Regions from separate parts of the Mus musculus genome. Here region 1 is linked to region 2. Evidence: chromatin contacts called from public capture Hi-C data. All regions are on one chromosome and are shown on one strand. The core of a region is the stretch at or near the end of the contact, and the rest is flanking DNA. Distances in the headings are between cores, read along the strand shown.

Evidence for each region. Capture Hi-C pulls out chosen DNA fragments and counts their contacts.
Region 1: a capture Hi-C map of embryonic stem cells shows a contact between it and region 2, with 4 times the contacts expected there. The contact joins two enhancer-like sites. A contact is called at or near these places in 1 of 115 datasets of contacts at active chromatin or transcription factors (embryonic stem cells) and 1 of 9 other capture datasets (embryonic stem cells).

Annotation. Positions count from the first base shown.
Region 1 is chr14:12,105,916-12,109,158 of GRCm38.p6, reverse strand. All of the region lies in intron 6 of Ptprg (protein tyrosine phosphatase, receptor type, G), which reads right to left. Among named protein-coding and RNA genes, the nearest start is that of 3830406C13Rik, 180 kb to the left of the region's middle. Within about 2 kb of position 1,543, at least 18 of the 459 cell types and tissues checked have an H3K27ac peak or open chromatin away from gene starts, as enhancers often do. A contact at or near this core is called in embryonic stem cells, where this site is marked.
Region 2 is chr14:11,480,210-11,483,103 of GRCm38.p6, reverse strand. No RefSeq gene overlaps it. Among named protein-coding and RNA genes, the nearest start is that of Ptprg, 72 kb to the left of the region's middle. Within about 2 kb of position 1,468, at least 3 of the 459 cell types and tissues checked have an H3K27ac peak or open chromatin away from gene starts, as enhancers often do. A contact at or near this core is called in embryonic stem cells, where this site is marked.

The DNA.
Region 1 (3,243 bases), core at 294-2,793, 630 kb before region 2:
GAGCTAGATAAACCTTCTTTCCTTGCCAGTCAGAGATCTGGTCAGAAGAAAGGGAAAGGTGGTATCATTCAAGACCTATCCAGTTCCAAGTGGAACCTTGACAGGGCATGCCTCTGAACCTAAAAATATTGGCCATAGAAAGAGGCTTAGAAGGAAGAAAGAAAGGGAGAGAGAGAACAAGTGTCTCACACACACACACACACACACACACACACACACACACACACACACAGAGAGAGAGAGAGAGAGAGAGAGAGAGAGAGAGAGAGACAGAGAGAGAGACAGAGACAGGGACAGATGGAGTAGAGAGAAAAGAGGTGAGAGGACCCGTACTCAAATAAAGAGTAACAATAAACTGATACAATGATCCTGGAATAAAGAGTAACAATAAACTGATACAATGATCCAGACAATAGCTCTGTGTAGAATGTAGTGCATGCTGCAAGGTGGAATCTATCTGCGGTTAAACAGCTTCAAAGAAGCTGTCCTGGGAAGTGAAGCCAGGCATCTGAATGCCAGGAACGACTCAGCTCCGACCAACTGCAGGACCTAAAACAAATTAGATGAAAACTGGAGGGATGGGACATTTTAGGGCATGCAAAGCTGCCCTATAGATGCTGAGGTAGGCAGGAAGAATGTAGTGGATGAATTGTGGCCATGTCTGTGAGGTGCTGTTTTTTGACTGATTACAGCTATGGGAGGCCAGGTAGGTCTAGACTATACAAGAAAACCAGTACACATGAGGAAGAGTAACCCAGCCCAGCAGCAGTGGTCCTCCAAGGTTTCTGCCCTGACTTCCTGCAACGATGAATTATGATCTACAGTGTAGGCCAAATGAACTCTTTCCTCCCCTAAGTTGCTTTTGGGTAGCACAGAAAAGCAAACGAGAAAACTGCAGAGTGCTGCTTCAGCTCACGAAGAAGGAAGCTGGCTGTAGACGTGGGCTGGGTGTTGCCCCCTTCCGGCTCATGTGTTGATCAAGTGTCCTCTAAGCCTTCTTATTTGTACATGCACTGTGTCGTGGAGGACACCAGTGTCTATCCTACAGCATAACTGTGGGGGAGAGAAGACAGATGGAAGTCTAGCCAGGGTATGTTCAGTTAGGGAAAGATCACCTGTGGGTAAAATGTTCATCTGAGAACTCCTACCCTGCCTCAGCCTACCCCGATGGTTTCTGTTAGATGCTAAGAGGGTCTAAGCTGATGATGTTGCCTTTCTGTTGTTATTTGTTCTTTTTCTTGGATGCCTCTAAACTGTAAAATCACTATAACAGTAATATCTCCTAGGAGAAAATTTTTATTATCCTTTCCTCTTTTTTTTTAGTACCCCTTCTCTCTTTATCTTTTAAAATTTAGATTTACTTATTTGTTTTATGTAAGTAAAATTGTCTCCAGCTACAGCAGTCAAGGGCGTCAGATCCTGTTACAGAAGGTTATGAGCTGTAGCCTCCTATAAGCCTGAAGCAGGCTAAGCCGGAACTTGACCTGGGTGGAGCCTTCCTCCCTAGATCACTCTATTGTTCTGCCACTGCTGCTGTTCTACTTCAAGGTACTGCTACCTGCTGAGAGGCCCTGGAGCTATTCCGGAGACTACGCCCTATCGGTAGTCATCACCTGCAGCTGATTCCAGGCTCCAAGGATGAATTGGCGGGAATGGACCCCCTCCCCTGCCCCCCACTCTTTTATAAAGCGTGTCTGCCATTAAAAATTTGAACCTTGATCAGAACACTGTCTTGGTTTCATCTTTTTCCCTAGTTTCCCTCTTTTTCAGCGGCGGCCTGCTATTCAGGTGTACCTGCCTTGTGAGCCGCTGGATGGCTCGCAACAATGAGCCACCATGTGGTTGCTGGGAATTGACTCAGGACCTTTGGAAGTCAGTACTCTTAACCACTGAGATATTTCTCCAGCCCCGAGAATTTAGAAAAAAATAAAATAAAAAATAAAAAATAAGGGACCACTCTGTTCTGCCAGACACTCTCTGTTAGGAACTCCAGCTGACTGCTTCAATGGGGGCTTCCTCAGTCAGCTATGCTGCATGTTTTTATGTACCTGACTGACAATGTTTTGCTATCTATGTATCTGTCTATCTATTCATCTATTATCATGTAACTACCTTCTTTCTCTCTCTTTCTTCTTTCCTTTCTTTCTAACTATCCATCACCTAGCTAGCTATCATCATATAATCACCCATTTATAATTATACTTAATTATCTATCATCTATTTATCAATCATGTATCAATCTATCTAACATTTAACTATCTATCATCTACCTATCAGTCACCTATCTATAATTACCTGTCATTATCGTCTAGGTCAGTATCTATCTACTTAACTATCTATCAGCTACCTATTATCTATCTATCAGCTATCTATCTATCTACCTACCTACCAATCATCTATCAATTTATTGAGCACTTAACCATCTAGCTATCATCTGCCTTCTATCACTTGCTATTTGTTCTGTTACTTTGGCTTACTGTATATTTAATAAACATACTCATTTAAAACTGAAAATACAGCAAATGAATGTCATTCTCTGGACTAAATGGAATCATCTTATTATCCACCCTACCAGACTTCTAAGATTATAAGCCTTTCTTTATAAATCAGAGAGGGTTCTAGCTTTTATCTGCATCTTCAGAGAAGACCTGAACTTAAAATGGAGACAGCCCTCTTCATTGCACTTACAGATATCTTAAAGCTATCGAGGTCTTGCTATTGATTTGCCTCATTTCCTCAGTAGCTTCCACCACAGCTCCCAAGACATTGCTGGTGGCCTTCAAGGCTTTGAGCCACCCACCAGACACAGCTATATGCCTGGAGCCACATTCTTCCCACAGTTTGACCGTCTTACACTACTCACACAGAATATTCAGTGTAGACACAGCATAACTTCCATATATCAGAAGTCTAGGTACCTGGCAGAAACTACAAGAATCCCAGTAGAAAGTAAATGTACTAAAGTCAACAAAACTACAGTATCTTCTACAAGAGATTCTAAAAAAGACATCCTGGGCTATATTTTATGTTACACAATATCCTATTTACACACCAAAACACTTTCACAGCATTCAATACATGCAGAGGTCCTGTTGCAACTTTAAGTGATTTGATCCTTAAAATAACTCTATCACGTTAGGTCCATTATATGGACCCAATTCCCAGAGTCTAGAATGTCGAACCAGGGAGTTAAGAAACAAGTCATCCTAATTTCCTAGCAGTAGACAGTTCAACAAAGTATGC
Region 2 (2,894 bases), core at 219-2,718:
AGAGACTGAAAGAAAGGCCATCCAGAGACTGCCCCACCTGGGGATCCATCCCATATACAGTCACCAAACCTGGATGTTATTGTGACTGCAGGAAAGTGCTTGCTGATGGAAGCCTGATGTGGTTGTTACCGGAGAGGCTCTGCCAGAGCCTGACAACTACAGGAGGAAGCTCCCAGCCAACCATTGAACTGAGCTCGGGAGTCCCGGATGGAGGAGATGGAGAAAGGACTGAAGGAGCTGAGGGGATTTGCAGACCCATGGAGGGAGCAATGGTGTCAAGAAGCCAGACCCCCCCCCCCCCCCCCTGAGCTCCCGGGGACTGGACCGCCAACCAAAGAATACACATGGAGCGACCCATGACGCTGGCCACATATGTGGCAGAGAATGGCCTTGTTGGTCATCTGTAGGAGGAGAGGCCCTCGGGCCTGAGGGTGTTCAATGCCCAGTGTAGGGTAATGCCAGGGCAGGAGGATGGGAGTGGGGGAGTGGAGGAGCACCCTCATAGAGGCAGGGGCAGGGGGGATGGGGTAGGGGATTTCTAAAGGGGAGATGTGGAAAGGGGAAAACATTTGAAAAGTAAATAAAGAAAATATTCAAGGAAAAAGCAAAACAAAACAATTTCAGATGTCTGGCTCTTAGCTAGCCTGGAACTTACTCTGGAGCCCAAGCTTCCCTTAAATTCATGACAATCACCGGCTTCTGTCTCCACAGTTCTGGTTTGATGGACATAGATCATGACCCCAGGCTCTCTCCTCATTCCAGTAATGGGCGGGGCCGGGTGGGAGTGTGAGCTCTGCTGCTTCATTAACTGGAAAGGTATCTTTGAGAGGAACTCCAGGGAATCTTCACCTGGGAAATGTGATATTTTGTGAAGAGTTCTTTCCTGTGGGGACTAGCCTGGGCATCACATAACATTTAGCAGCATCTCTGCCTCTAACTTTAGACGGTCAAGATTGAGTTTTAAAGGCTGAGTCTTGGAGCAGACAGCGGAGCAGCCTAGGCTCTATCACGCCGCCGTTGTCGCTGCGCTCTAGGGAGTGAGTGGGAGACGACCTATTTGTAAGTGATCTGCCAACAGCGACTTTCCCCCTTTATGATTTTCTTGAGATTGGAAACAAGATTTGAGGCGATCCAAATTCTGTTGTTCTGTCTGATTTCAGTTTAAGAGAATGTGTTTTTGTCATGAACGTGAACCCCGAGGCAGCACGGTGCGCATAGAGCTACAACAGCCTTTGAATTGCCAAATCCTCATGTTTATAAATGGTGCTGCAGATTCTCAGAAAGGTCCAGGTCTCACCTTCCGTCTCATTTCTTCCTCTTACTGTCACAAGAGGACAGGTTACGTTTTCTTGGAGATTAATGATAAAAAAGGCCACAGCTCCTTAAAATAAATAAAATAACGTACTGTGTGTGGCTGTTAGAGGACAAATTTCAGGAGTCAGTTCTCACCTGCCAAACTTGTTGAGACCAGGTCTCTTGTTTCTGCCGCTGTGCAGTGTAGTCCAGGTTAGTCAGCGAGTTCTGGCTGATCCTCTTATCTCTGCCTGGCATCTTTCTCACAGGAGAGCTGGCTGGGATTACAGATGCTTGGATGTACCCCACTGCATCAGTTTGGGCAGCAAGTGCGGTGGTCAGCGGGTGGGGGTGGTGTTACACACTGCACCATCTTCCCAGCTATTTCTTTTTAAGAACGATGCCATGTTATATCATAGCGTTCAGTCAGAATTGACAATGGGATTATTATGTGATTTAGATAGGTTGGTCTGGAAGTTTCTTAGCACTGTTGTAACAAATTATCACACAGGTCGTGAGGTAAAGCTACACAAACCTACATCATGATTCTGGAAGTCCAAACTCACTGAGATTAAATCCAGCTGTGTGTAGGGACGCCTTCTACTGGGCAACACTGGGAGAGATTTTCTCCATTCTGGAGGGTGCACATACCCATCCCCGAGCCTCCGTTTTCCTCTCCAGTTCTCCTGGAGAGAAAGGGCACGATCATGCTGGATGTACCAGGCCATCTCATGTTTGACCTATATCAGAAATCACACATCCACATCTGCGAAAACCCTTTTCCCTCTGAGGTGACAAAGTCACAAATTCCAGGGATTAAAAATGTGGATATCTTTGGGAACTGTTATTCTGACACCTCAGAACATGGGCATGCGTGGTCTCCTTTAATATCACACTTGGATTGATGTTTTTAATATGTTGAATGCTTAGGCATAACGGACATTTGATTTTCACAGTAGGAAAGTGATGAGAATTAATCAAAATTTAATAATATTGTTGGAAATAATGTCAAAAGTTTTTAATAAAGATGTAGTTTTTAAACCACATTTTTGGGGGGTTAATTATTCGGTTTGCTGAGATTGGGTCTCACTATGTAATTCAGAATTAGCTTGGAACTCATCATCCTCCTGCCTCCACTTCTGAAGTCCTGGAACTATAGGCATGGATCCCATGCCTGGCTTAACCTTATTCTCTTTTCTTTTCTTTTCTTTTCTTTTCTTTTCTTTTCTTTTCTTTTCTTTTCTTTTCCTTTCTTTTCTTTTCTTTTCTTTTCTTTCCTTTCCTTTCCTTTCCCTTTCTTTCTTCCTTCCTTCCTTCCTTCCTTTCTTTCTTTCTTTCTTTCTTTCTTTCTTTCTTTCTTTCTTTCTTTCTTTCTTTTGAGACAGGGTTTCTCTGTTTAGCCCTGGATGTCCTGGAACTCACTTTGTAGACCAGGCTGGTCTCAAACTCAGAAATCTGCCTGCCTCTGCCTCCCGAGATTCTTAATAGTCAAACTTGTAAGTTAAATCTTCTTCCAACAGACCAAAAAGGATCCCACACTAAGTTTGGTGTTTCTCACAGAGTAAAACTCCTTGAATATTCATTTAGTTGAAAAACTGCAT